Regions from separate parts of the Rattus norvegicus genome. Here region 1 is linked to region 2. A link is a contact called in public Hi-C data. All regions are on one chromosome and are shown on one strand. Each heading gives the region's core, a stretch centred on a gene start, on an enhancer-like site or on the middle of the called end of the contact. The rest is flanking DNA. Distances are from core to core; before and after follow the strand shown. Region 1 has its middle 14 kb from the start of Vom1r23. Region 2 holds the start of Zfp51l1 (zinc finger protein 51 like 1).

Evidence for each region. A called contact is a pair of places that touch in the nucleus more often than the background predicts.
Region 1: a contact with region 2 is called in a Hi-C map of kidney, with 3 times the contacts expected there. The contact joins the enhancer-like site here to the promoter of Zfp51l1 in region 2. A contact is called at or near these places in 2 of 12 Hi-C or Micro-C datasets (kidney and liver) and 1 of 1 datasets of contacts at active chromatin or transcription factors (oligodendrocytes).

Annotation. Positions count from the first base shown.
Region 1 is chr1:70,303,130-70,307,067 of GRCr8, reverse strand. It overlaps the pseudogene Tmem65l1. Among named protein-coding and RNA genes, the nearest start is that of Vom1r23, 14 kb to the right of the region's middle. Within about 2 kb of position 1,952, at least 48 of the 93 cell types and tissues checked have an H3K27ac peak or open chromatin away from gene starts, as enhancers often do. A contact at or near this core is called in kidney and liver, where this site is marked.
Region 2 is chr1:70,131,939-70,136,399 of GRCr8, reverse strand. It overlaps Zfp51l1 (zinc finger protein 51 like 1), which reads right to left and starts at 3,074. Exons shown (of 5, transcript NM_001401955.1): 1 at 2,911-3,074; 2 at 607-688.

The DNA.
Region 1 (3,938 bases), core at 703-3,202, 170 kb before region 2:
AATCCTACTTCTAATCATAGCTCGATCAAAACTCAAAGGAAGAAATGGATCTGTGTTACTGGAGTGATATTATAATACACTACTATCTGATTTCATCATTGAACAAAAATAAAAGAAGCCTTACATTTCCCAAAAGTACAAACATGAAGAACAGATGAAATTTCATGAAAACTTTCTTTTTCTCTGAGGCTCTCACTTTCTTCTGTGAGATGTGAGGCTCATTCACACACAGCTCACATATTATTGGGAGCGATGCCCTTAAAACCCTCCATTAGTGATGTTAATAGTATAGTTAGAGTTAAATATGACTGGATTCATGGAAAATACCCAGTCAGCTGCAGAATACTAATGCAAATCTGGTGGTCAGGATGACTAATGATTTGATAAAGTGTGACCTTGGTGAGAAATACATCTGACGCCAAGATGCCCAATGTGATGACCTGTAACCTTTCTGAAAAACCAACATCCTGCTGACTAATAGATATGACAAACCTGTGACTTTTCTGACATCCTGTTGACATAAGCTGATTGCCTGATCTGTGTCCTCGGTCTGCCTAAATGTTTCACATTTCCCCCTTCTCTCTGTTACCCATGTTATGATATAAATTCAGCCTTGGGAAAAAATAAAATTGTTGCCTTGATCAGACTCTTGTCTTGGCGTCCTTCTTCACATCTCTTGTCCCCCATTCTCTTCCAGGTACCCTCTGCACCCTTGTTGACTGCCCTACAGGACGAGACAACATATGTACAGAGTAATTTCCCCAAGAACCCCGAGAAGGAGCAAGGAAGACTGCAAGAAACTATTGTCACCCATAGAAACAGGACTGCTGCAATCCTGCACTATTCAGCCTCAGTACAAAACCCTATGAGCGGGGTTCAGGCACTTACCCTCTTCCTGACAGAAGAAGTTCACAGTCACATCACTGCATGTCAACAACCCTGAAATTGAAAAGCAACAGTTTGGCCATTTGTCTGTTGTCAGAGTGTGTTTTGTACCCCAGACGAGATGCTTTCTAACTTTGTCCTAATATATATTGGGTTGTTTGTTTGTTTGTTTGTTTTTCTTAATGAAAACAGTGTGGCCTGAGATCCTCACACTCAACATTCATATTGTACTTTTCTGGACTCTTGAGGTGTGCCTTAAAACCTCAACATAAGAATACACATTTGTTATATTTATATCAGAGTGTATACATCTCAAATGCAAAATTAGTGGTGAGTAAAATCTACTCAATAATTGTTAAAATTTACAACCGTAACTGTGTAGCTTGGCAAAAACGGGGGGGGGAGGGGCGGAGGTTGGGGGAAGGCTGATAGGTTACAAGCTCTCTGGGACCTTAAAGTCTTTATGTTAAATGACACTCTCTTGAATAGGAAAGGGGTAGACCAAGGGCATTAGAAAGTATGTTTGAATTTAAATGCCAACAGTTTTAGTTTTTGCACAACAGCAAAAAGAACCGTGCTTGCAAACGTCAACACAGAAATTCAATCAGTGTAAGAGATGTACTTATGAGACTATCCTGGAAACCACAGATAAATGATAAAATCAGCATGTGCCCCAGTTCATACATTCTCAAACTTATCTTTAAGAGTATTATCCCTCAACAGAATTGTGAAAGCGGTATCGTTATGAGCATCAGAAAACTGAACATGCCCCTTTTACCTGTTTCCTTACAGCTTCTCTGACCTGGGAGGTTCCAGGACCGCCGGGCTCCGTTTCCCGCCTCAGTGGTGCCGACTGGTGACTCTCCCAGACCACCCCAGAAGGCTCCGGTGGCTGCAGTAAGTTATCACATCCACGGGAGACTCTGGCAAGTATAGGCCACCCAACCTGCCCAAAAATCTTGCCCCAACGTCCCTCAGAGAATGGAGGATTTTCTGGCACCTCCTTCAAGTGGTCCTTGGAGCCGCCTTTGGGTCCGCCTATTATAGACTGGTTCCGGTTACGTAGGTTCTCTGACCCAGCCCACCCATTCAAACCTGCTGTCCAGTGGAATTTTCCACGCCTTCCTAGCCGGCTTTCTTTTTCTCAGCACCCTTTTTATCAAGACACTTTCCCCGCCCCGTGGAGACCAGTCCCTCTCACTTTGTCGCAGGCTGTCTTTCACACAGCTCCAGATGTCAGGCTGCTCTGGAACAGCTCTGCACAGCCTCCCCATGACCACTGCCAACCTAGACCTAAACTGGATTTAGTAGGATGCTGCACCCCAGTACCTGCTCCCCAGCCCTGGGTTCAGAACCTTTCAGATGCAAGACAGACAGCCTAACACCTCGATTTAACTACTAGCCTGTGGGCTAGCCAGAGTCCCATCCCCAACACACACACACACACACACACACACACACACACACACACACACACACACACACACACAATGACAAGCCCAAACAAAATCCAACAATTGTGACTTGGGGACAGATATTTCAGAAACTTGGATTTTGAAAAGAAATAGATGTATCAAAAATTGAGTCATCAGCTGTTTGTTAAGAACCTTGGGCTGCATAGAGAAGTGGGGGGAAGGGGTTAGGGGGATGTTAGCCGGGAAACCGGGAAAGGGCATAACAATCAAAATGTAAATAAGAAATACCCAAGTTAATAAAGATGGAAAAAAAAAAAAAAAAAAAACCACCTTGGACTGGATTCATCCCGCGGTGTACTGCTTTCACCACTAGATGGTGGTCTTGTCATTTCAGTAGCTCAGAGGGAGTCTTCTGTAAGCTGCTTTGAGATAAAACAGAAATTTTCTTTGGAAAAAAAAATGCAGTAGTGAATGCAGAGACTTTTGGCTGTCGGTGCAGAAAATAAGAAAGATATGGGGGTCCAGCCCTAAAAATGTCAGTTACACCATTCCATCTCTAGCCCTGGAAACACCAAGGCAGAAGAATTGGTTGGGAAGTATGAAGGGAAAGAGGCAAACCCACGCCATTCTCTAAACTCCATACAACCACTGTAGTCAGTATCTAATAGCAACTGTCCATTCGTGCGCTGACTTCACAGAAGACCGCAATCTGTCCAGGGAAGGAAGCAGCTCTCTTTACTTCTCAGACATTGGCTGTAGATAGACTGTAGGTGAAGAATCACTGCCATTAGTTGTTATCCTGTGCTGATCACATCAGGCTCCAGCACATAGCTGCAAACTCACAGTCTCAACCTCAGTGGTTCCCATCCAATATAAATAGAGATAAACACGGTAGAGTGATTGCTGGAATGGAGGACGGGAATAGCACAGAGGTAGGTAGATTAGGCAGTATTTGAGTGTGTAATACATGTGTGTATATGTATACATACATATATGTTATACATATTTGAGGCACATATATGTATATATATCCATATACATATAGTATGTATATGTACAGTGTATAAGCATATATATATGCATACATAAACTAGCTAATAATAACAAAATTTCTAAAAGGCCACATCAGTCTGTACTTTCCTTTTGGTTGTATCATTATCTGGTTTAATACCAGGTACTAACTACTAGGAATTTGGACATTTCCATTTTGTAATAAGAGGTGTTAAAAGTTAAGTAGCTTTGCTGTTAAGTTCTTTGCAGTTCTGATAGAATTCTGTCAGTCTGGTCCTGGGTGGGTTTTGTTTTAGGGGGGTATTTTTTCCTGCTCCAGTCTCATTGCTACTTGTAGTTCTGTTTACATTATTTCTTACTACTTTGTTTAAATTTGGTATGGTATATGCACCTGGAACTCATCTATTTACATGAGTTTCCAATTCAGTGGACCAGAAGTCTCTAATGTCAATAGGCATAAGATCTACCCGTTCAGTCAAGACTATCAAGTAGGCTCTGGAGTTACCTTGGGTAATCGCAAAGATATGATAACAAAAGTTATATGCAATTGAGCAAGGTAACCCAAACCTTCAAAACCACCACTCAGGAAGCAGAAGCAAGGGAACTCTAAGATGAAGGCCAGCATGA
Region 2 (4,461 bases), core at 1,825-4,324:
GTATCAAGGAACAGCACAGAGTTAGAAAACGCTAAGAGGATCACACCTAGAGCTGATCTCACAGTTTATTACAATCACAGCAATGGAAACCACTTGGGATTGTCATGACAACAGACAATAGGAGTTGTCAAAGGGAAGACAGGATGGGTCTACAAATAGAGCTTCTGATTTTTATTAAAAGTCTGTTGGCATTATTTTTAGGAATGGACAAATTTAACAATAAAAAAGTAGAGAATGTGCTAGAATACCAAAAACTCAAAAATTCTGAAAATAATAAATAAACCTAGATGTATTAATTTTCATCACTTTATAATACATGAAAATCACTGAAATGAAAACCATTGAATATTGGTATGTAGACCTGACCAGTGATGTGCATGGAATTAGGATAGCATCGTTCACATGCATAGTCAAATAAATTTTATTTGCCTCCTAGTATCAATTCTTGGGTAGAAAGAATTGTAAGACAATCCTGAGGAGATTTTTTCTCAGTGGAAGTCTCCAGAACTATTCTTAGTTAAACAGAATGTGGCAAAACTGACTTCATGTCCCACTTCCACATTCACTTGAACCCCTTGCCATCCCTTCATCAATCGGGCAACATACCTTGATCCTTAGCTACTGTCTTTGGTCTTCTAGGGAGCTTGTTCTGCTCCACGGGTGGGCAGGTCTGGGTGATCAGTGAGCTCTGCACATGAGAAAGAGATTCTTCAGCAAACACATGCATTTCTAGCACAGTACTGTGCTAGGGGCAGTCTCATGTTAGATTAAAAGTAACCATACTTCAGTCTCATGTTAGATCAAAGCAACCATACTTAAGCCTGCACCTGCAGTTCTGCTTGAATTAAAAATATAGATCTAAATCTTGTCGTTGGGTCGCTTAGCGCTAGTGGTTAGGTCACTTAGCAACCCTCCCTGTACTGTTCCTCCTGCCCACCGATTTACCCAGCCAACATCCTGGTCATTGAGCCCAGCGCATTCATTTGTGGTTATCTAACCCCACCCCACATCCTGCTTCTACCAGTATAACTTCTGCCTGAGAAAAATTAAAAATTTTCAGCTTGATCAGACCTCCTGTCTTGCTGTCCGTTCTTTGCATCTTTTGTCCCCCATTCTCTCCTAGGTGGTCCCCAGGCCCTGTCAACTGCCCTGCGGGACCGGGCAACTGCACTGTGCTCGGGATCCCCCAATTCTCATGCAGTGTCAGAATACTGAAAATATTTAAAGGCGTTTGCAGTTAATGTAACGTGCACCTCACTTCTTTTTTTTTTTTTTTTTCAGGTCTATGTTTTGTTGTTGTTTTTGTTTTTGTTTTTCCTTTTTTTTTCTTTATTAACTTGAGTATTTCTTATTTACATTTCGATCATTATTCCCTTTCCCGGTTTCCGGGCCAACATCCCCCTAACCCTTCCCCCTCCCCTTCTCTATTGGTGTTCCCCTCCCCATCCTCCCCCCATTACCTCCCTCCCCCCAACAATCACCTTCACTGGGGGTTCAATCTTGGCAGGACCAAGGGCTTCCCCTTCCACTGGTGATCTTACTAGGCTATTCATTGCTACCTATGAGGTCAGAGTCCAGGGTCAGACCATGTATAGTCTTTGGGTAGGTGCACCTCACTTCTAATCACAGCTCAGTCAAGTCTTAGGGGCACAAATGGAACTGAATAATTGGGATGAGAATATTATTCATTAGTGAGATTCTGAATTTATTATGGACTATAAAAAGGATGGAAGCGTTACACTCTCAGAGAACTCACACTTGAAGAGTAACTCGCCTCTTCCTGAGGTGGACAAGGGAGGGTGGAAGCAAACTCTTCTCACCCACACAAACCAGAGTGCTGTAATTGTGGGGCATCCTGTCTCTGTATAAAGCCTTCCCACATTGCCTGTCCTTCTGGGAGATGTCCACAGTCACACCAGTGGCTGTGAACTGACCACAAAATATAAAGCAGCAGTTTGAATCGTTGTCCTGGTACACACCTTCAATCCCAAATGTGGGGATTAAAGGCGTGTGCCAATACCACCTGGTTTATAATGCCCTAACTGTGAAAATACTGTGACCTATACCTTAAATTGCATACTGTGCATTTCGAGGCTCTAGGAACTCATCACAAAAACATGTTTCTCTTTTCTTTCTGTCTGTCCTGTTGTTGTTGTTGTTGTTGTTGTCGTTGTTGTTGAGACAAGAGCTCATCATGTAGCGCTAGCTATCCTCACCTCACTGTGCATACCAGGCTGGTCTCCAACTCAGTGATCTGCCTGCCTCTGCCCTCCCTCCCCCATGCTGGGGGTGTGTGCCAGCAAGCCTGGCATATTTACATCAGAATGCTGTATTTACATTACATAGTGAATGTCTCAGATGAAAACTAAAGGTGGATAAAGATTTTATTTTTAAATGTTAATGTTTAAAATCATATCTAAGAAACTCGTAAAAAATATACTTTCGGCTCTCCTGGGGTGCCAAGTCACCAAGAATGTCTGTGGGAATAACAAGGGAGTTAACGAGGATGAATGTAAATTCCAAGAGCTTTGTCCTTTTCACCTAAACAAAGAGAAATGGTTTGCAAACATCAAAAGATAAATTCGAATATTCTCCTAGAGTATTCTAAGAATATTTTGGCAATCAAATGAACAAAAAGCAAAAAAACAAACAAACAAACAAAAAAACAAATCAGGATTATTTCAGTTCATATGAGCTAAAATTTGTTGACAAGGGAAGAAATCCACAGCAGAATTTCAGAGCCAGACTCCTTATGAACAGAACTGAGCTTGGTCCCTTCCCACCCGGTTCCCTGCCCCGCGCTTCTACGACCTGGGAGGATCCAAGGCTGTAAGGAGGCGGTTCCAGTCGCTGCGCTACTGACTACCCCAGGATGCCCCGCGCGGCACCCGTGGCTGCCCAGAGTTTTACCTTCCCGGAAGTTCACCGTCTGTTCTGATCCAGGGTCTGCACTACGCGATTCCCCCACGGTGCAGGTCTGCGAGTTCTGGACATGAACAGGTCGTTGACAGTTCTGGCTTTGGCTCTCAGTACAACTAGCCAGGCCTCACTCAGCCGCTTCCCAGCTTCCGTTCACGTCACTCCTCTAACTCCTCCCACTCTGAACACTTTTCTACACCCCACACCCCTCTTAACAAACGTCCAACATTTTCACATACACTGTTTCCGGGTGAGTGGCTCCGCCCTGCGGAGACCAGTCCGTCCCATTCTGTGTCAAGCTGCCTTCCACACAGCTTAAGATGTCAGGCTGCACAGCCGCTCCACATGCTTGCTGCCAGCCTAGACCAGAAGTGGATCTGTTAGGACGCTGCACCCAGTATTTGACACACAGAGTGAGTTCTGAACCCTTCAGATCCAAGATAGCCTAACACCTCGATTTGACAACCAGCCTCTGGGCTACATACTTCATACCAAACAACAACAGGCTGTCCCATTCCAACACACAAACATGAGAAGCCAAAATCCTGAAATTTTGACTTGGGGAGAGACATTTAAAGAACTTGGGTTTTGAAATAAGTGTCTAAAGAAGTCAGAGATCAGGCTTTTTGCTAACAGCCAAGGGCAGAATTCATCCGCGGTGTACAGCTTTCACCACAAGATGGTGATCTTGTCCATTTACTAACTCAGAGAGGAGTCTATGACTCATACTTAAGGTGCTTTGAGAGAAAACAGAGAATTTCTTCCTTTATTCCTTTTTCTCTTTCTTTTTTAATGGAGTGATGAATGTAGACACTCTTGGCTGTCCCCGATGTAAGGTCTTAAAAAGTCAGCTATACCATCCATCTCTAGCTCTGGGAACAAGGAAGAAGAAAAGGTGGTTAGGAAATAAGAAAGGAAAGAGGAAGGGAAGGCTAAGACATTTCATTCTCTAGACTCCTACAACTATTGTAATCAATAATCAACAGCAGCTGTCTTTATCTGCCCTGGCCTCACACAAGACCATAATCAGTCTAAGAAAGCGAGGGTGCACTTTACCTCTTAGATGTTGGCTAGATAGATAGATTCATAGATTCTAGAAAAATCACTGCTTTAGTTGTCATCCTGTGCTGAGCAATCAGGCTCCAACACATAACTCCAAACCCACAGCCTTACAGATGGCTCTGGTTTATCTCAGTGGATCACAAGCAGTATGAATAGATATAAACACAGTAGAGTGACTGTTGGAACTGTAGACCAGTATAGTGGAGAGATAGGAGGTGAGTGCAGTTGGCAGCATTTGATGTGTGCACACAAATGCACATACACATTCTGTGTATATACATGTTTATGTGAGTATGAAATAGCTAATAACAGAAAGATTGAGGTAATTCATTCATTCATTCATTCATTCATTCAAGACAGGATTTCTCCATGTAAACCTGTTTTCAAAGGCAATGGTTTAAATGACCACACCAGTCCATAATTCATTGCTTAGTAGCACCAGTATCTCATGGGAATCTATCTATCTATCTATCTATCTAT